Linked DNA regions of Mus musculus: region 2 is linked to region 1. Evidence: chromatin contacts called from public promoter capture Hi-C data. All regions are on one chromosome and are shown on one strand. Each heading gives the region's core, a stretch centred on a gene start, on an enhancer-like site or on the middle of the called end of the contact. The rest is flanking DNA. Distances are from core to core; before and after follow the strand shown.

What was found. Promoter capture Hi-C pulls out the DNA fragments that hold promoters and counts their contacts.
Region 2: a promoter capture Hi-C map of liver shows a contact between it and region 1, with 4 times the contacts expected there. The contact joins the promoter of 4933407K13Rik here to the promoter of Vbp1 in region 1. A contact is called at or near these places in 2 of 39 promoter capture datasets (both in liver).

The regions. Positions count from the first base shown.
Region 1 is chrX:75,512,978-75,515,677 of GRCm38.p6, reverse strand. Vbp1 (von Hippel-Lindau binding protein 1) reads right to left here and starts at 1,381. Exons shown (of 6, transcript NM_011692.2): 1 at 1,250-1,381. The coding sequence starts at 1,339.
Region 2 is chrX:75,763,289-75,765,988 of GRCm38.p6, reverse strand. It overlaps 4933407K13Rik (RIKEN cDNA 4933407K13 gene), which reads left to right and starts at 1,290. Exons shown (of 9, transcript NR_029443.1): 1 at 1,290-1,463.

The sequences.
Region 1 (2,700 bases), core at 132-2,631:
ATTTCTGAAGTTACTGCTATCGGGTTATATTTAAGACAGAATGGAAATTTATATATTTACATCCTTATATATCAGGCATTATAATAGGATCAGGAGAAATAACACAAAATTTCCTCACCTCTAAGTAGCAGAGCATGACCAAAGAGGTTCTAAAGCTCTCCTGACTGCTCAAATGCTACTTCTGGATACCTCTATTTCTGGGTTTCATCAACTACATCTACAAAATTTGAACAACAGTAACTCCCTCATAAAGTTTTGCAAATTTTCTAAGAAAATTTCTGAACCTCAGAAAATATTACTTCATGTAAAGATCACTTGAAAAATATTTTTAAAAGCACAGAACATTGAGAATACACATAAAAATTTATTCCACCAGCACATTAAAATATACAATATAAAATGTGATTTAAGTAAAAGAAAAAAAGGGTCTTTTGAAGAATGTTAGCAATAAGACAGAATATATATAATTTTTGGTACATACCAAAAAAGAATCAAGGAAATTTTGACTAAGATTTTATATGCTTCAGTACAAATATTTAACTTGGGTCGGTCCTGTTACATGAAACCTTCCAATTGCATTTCCCACAATCTTCACAACTGCATAAAATTTGTTGTCTACAAACTGCTTAAATAGTATTACTAAAAGCAAATATAAAATGGTTTCAAAAACCTAATAACAGCCGGTTGCCCATTACATAAGCCTCAATTCTTAAAAGCAAGAACACATGGACTTAACGTTTGTGCTAACGTTTACTTTTCTCAGCAGTCTGCTTCCATTCCCAAGGAAACGGACCACGGCCGTGCTCAAGCTGACTGGGTGCCACTCAGTACCCACACCCTACAAACAGCTGCTCTGCCTGCTCTCTGTGCTAAATGTCCACCCATCTACATCTCCGGCATCACTGCGGTCTTGAGCTCAATAACCGTTGCTGCTGTTTTTTGTTTTTCTTTAGGCGACAACAGGCAGCAACTGGTCAGTTTCAAGGGACGCCACGCCCCAATCCGCCTCGCATCCGTCTCCAGCTACCCAGTTCTCCTCCCTGCTCCCTCTTCTGGGCCGGGGTTGGACTACCTTTCTTCAAAGCTATCGCCCGCCAGGCCTAAAAAGCCAAGATGCAGGAAGAGGCAAAAGGCCAGACATTCCCTTCCGGGACCCTTTAGCTCTGTTCCTCCCAACGACCCAGACCTGGGAAGTGACTGGAAAGCAATCTCCAATATCAGATTAAGACGCTGAGAAAGAGTTTCTTACCACAAACACTGCTTCAGGAATCCCTAAGTGGAGCCGCCGCCCGTTTCCAGCAGCAGTTTCTAGGCCGCATCCGTCCTTAGCCGCCGCCATCTTCAGAAAGCACCAGAGCAAATAACTACCTTCTGAGGCATCGATCGTTGGCGTCAGTGATTGGATCGTTTGCACTTCAGACCCGCCTCTCTCCCTGCGAATCTGCGTATTCATTGGTGCTTACGTCGTGGGTGGTGATTGGCTACACGCATGTGACTGACAAGCTTAGAAAGGATGTGTTGGAAAAGCCAGAAGGCTAATGCTTATTCTAATGCTTAATCTCAGAGATCTAAGGAATGGGCAAGGATAAAGCCCTGGGAATTCAGACCATGCCAAACCGCAGCCCCACCTGCACCTGAAGATATCAAGAGACTACACTCCAGAGTGGCTTCTGAGGCAATCCCAATTCCCTTTTGCAGACCAGTGAACTTCATTCTGAGTGTGTATGCCCTGGACTCATAAGAAATACACCAATCTTTCTCACAAGCCACCTTCAGTGAGATACTTGTCGGCTTCCAGGTCAAAACTTTCGATATGTTTATAGTTTATGTGAAAAAAATGCCAAGAGCTGTGCTTAAATTCTTAGATCCAAAGACTTCCCAGAGTTTTGTCCTCCACAACAACTCTTTAAAAAGCAAATCTATCAATAAACCAGATATGCATAATCACTGCAGGAGACCCTGTTTGCAAATAAAAGCAAAAGTAGCTTATAAAACAAAGCAAGCCAGTATCAATTTGTCTTAGTCAGGGTTTCTATTCCTGCACAAACATCATGACCAAGAAGCAGTTGGGGAAAAAATGGTTTATTCAGCTTACGATTCCATACTGCTGTTCATCACCAAAGGAACTCAGGACTGGAACTCAAGCAGGGCAGGAAGCAGGAGCTGATGCAGAGGCCATGGAGGGATGTTCTTTACTGGCTTGCCTTACCTGGCTTGCTCAGCCTGCTCTCTTATAGAACCCAAGACTACCAGCCCAGAGATGGTCCCACCCACAAGGGGCCTTTCCCTCTTGATCACTAATTGGGAAAATGCCTTACAGTTGGATCTCATGGAGGCATTTCCTCAACTGAAGCTCCTTTCTCTGTGGTAACTCCAGCTGTGTCAAGTTGACACATAAAACCAGCCAGAACAACATGGCAGGGAAACTATAGCCATGAAATCTCAACAATATGGTTGCCTAGCCAAGTCCTACATAATGACCCCAGCAGCATACACGTTAATGGGAATGAGGGAAATTTCACACAGCCCTACACTAGATGATGAACTACAATCAGTCAATGGCTGCTGAGGGAGGGAGAATCAATTTTCTCCAGAGACAAGCCCCCCTGATAGGTTGCCAAATCTTAAATGGTCAGCCCCAAGTACATGTACATATGAACAACATTAAATGTACTCAGTTATAAGTTTATATAAGATACA
Region 2 (2,700 bases), core at 41-2,540, 250 kb before region 1:
AACTTTATATGACTCAGTACAGGGGAATGCCAGGGCCAAGAAGTAGGAGTGGGTGGGTAGGGTAGCAGGGCGGGCGGGGGAGGGTATAGGGAACTTTCAGGATAGCATTTGAAATGTGAATAAAGAAAATATCTAATAAAAAAGTGGTGTCAGGGGTGTGGGAAAGGGATGAATGAAGTAAATGGCACACACCTTATGAAAGTGTTGAGATGGAGGCCATTATTTTGTCTGATAATTTAAAAAATGTAACAAGAACAGTGCACGCACACACACACACACACACACACACACACACACACACTATCTGTTTTGATTTTCTTGGCTGCAAAGTAGAATGTGATGCTATGAAAACAGGAGGGAAATGGGAGGGTAGACTTAAGTACTTAGGTGGGGAGGGTTATGGGAGGGTAAAGTGTAGGTCAGGATAACCAAAAGGGATAAATAATAAGATGGATGTTTGAAAAAGCCATAATCACACCTATTATTTATAAGCTTTCTTAAATCAATCAATCTATCCATCCATCCATCCAACCATCTACCTACCTATATCCACAGGTGGTGACACACTTTTTAATCTTGGGCCTCAGGATGCAAATTCATGTGGGATCTATGTTAGCTCAAGGCCTTCTAGTCTACAGAGGGAGTTTGAGGATAGCCAAAGTAGCACAGAGAAACCCTGTCTTACTAATAAATTTAAAAAAAAAAATCCGGTGCCAAGTGTCTGAAACTTCCCTGTGAGTTTTGTAGTTTTATGGTCCAAGAGATTTCCCCAAACAATTCAGGGGTATTGCCATCAGTCTGGTTGCCTGCTAGAGCTTGGGGATATGACCCTAGTACTGGGCTGGAGAAACGATTCAGCAGTTAAGAGGTCCCACTGCTCTTCCAGAGGGCCCAGATACAATTCCCAGCATTTACATAGCAGCTCACGTCCATCTGTTTCTACAACTCCAGTTCCAAAAGGTTTAGTGCCTTCCCTCTCCGATCCTATTCTGGACATTTCAGGCACTAGGAATACATGTGGTACACAGACATGCAGGCAAAACATCCACAATGGCCTGGTGGCACAGAACTCTAATGCTTATTAAACCATATTTAAGCTGATTTTTTTCTGTAAATACTTTTGAGAATCTTGGATGGCTTTTTTTTCCGGTCATACGATTCCTTCAGTACTTAATGGATCCAAACAGCATCGCAGCGACTAGATAAAAGAGCTGTTCCCAGATCCCTGCCGCTTTCCCAGACCCATTGCTCCTCCTCTTTGAGACACCGGGGCGGATCTACGTAGTCTCATATCCGCAGGGCGGAGCGAGCACTCAGTAAGAAAGGATAGCTTTTCTCCCTTTTCTGCTTCGCTCCCAACTAAGAATGCAGAGTCAGGGAGATGGCGCAGAGACAATGCTGCTGTCCATTGAAGCCCTCCAAAGGTCGGAGATTCGATCACAGGACAGCCTGGCCTGGACCAAGTAAGTTTATCCCTACTCTCTGACTCCTTCTGAGATGCGGAAGGAGTTGGTGGATAGAGCGGTCTTTGTGCATCTCCTCTCCCCTCTGAGTGTGTAACCCTGAGCTGGGAGCCTTGGGCTTTAGAGCGCGCAGGGATCCCTCTGGGCAGAGGAGGGAACACCACGTGACTTGGCCTTGTTGGTGAGTTTAGGGATAGTGAGTTTTGTGCTCTGGGCAGCATCTGGAGAGCCTTGGTGGAAGAGCCTCATGGGGGACTCGGAAGCAGTTCCCTAGAACAGAATGCTGAGAAAGCTGAGAGGTTTCAGGGACCTTCACCCTAACCCACCGCTAGGGAGGTGCAGGTACTGGGGTGGTTTGAACTGTATAATTGTTAAAGCATGGGCTGCCCTGTGGGTGGCTGCTTCGACTCCCCAAACTTAACCACTAAGAACTTTTACTATTAGGGATGTTTTAAACAGACAGACAAGTAGACAGACAGACGGACCCTACAAACAGAAGCAGCAAAACCCTCTGCATTTGTGAGTGTGCATTGGCAAGTTCTCACAAAATAATCAGGGCCATTCTTTCTGTTTTTCGTTTTCTTTTTCTAGTTTTGTTTTTGTTTTTTTTTTTTTTTTCCCCGAGGCATGGTGGTCTCTGTGTGTAGTTCTGGCTGTCCTGGAACGCACTCTGTAGACCAAGCTGGACTCAAACGCATGGAGATGCCACTGCACTCTGCCTCCCAAGTGCTGGAACTAAAGGCGTGGGCCGCCACTGCCTGGTGCCCATGTACATCTTCATTGCTCTAGACTCTAGACTTGTGGACCTGGGCAGGTAGGAAATTATGGTTCTGCTGATTATTGCAGCACTGATTGTAGATACCGAAGCCTTGCACATACACGGAAAGCCACTCTGCTGCAGAATTGTATGCTCCTTGTAATAGTAAAGGAATAATTAAACTTGGAAATTAAAAAAAAAAGAAATGATTTGAGATACTAAGGTCTATAATAATACACAATGTGCCTAAGTCGAGCAAGTCCTATTTTAAAAGTAGGTCAGATGCTATGTATTTATAGGAATGTCTGCATTTGTGTGAAAGTGTATACAAGATACTTGTATTTCTTGTTATTCATACCAAAGGAGAAGTAATGAAGTGATAGATATAGTTCCTATTTACCACAATAACTACTATATTCAAATACAGTACTTTTTTTGCTGAGTTTTAAATCATATGTAGGAAAATGTAAGCTTCCTCTA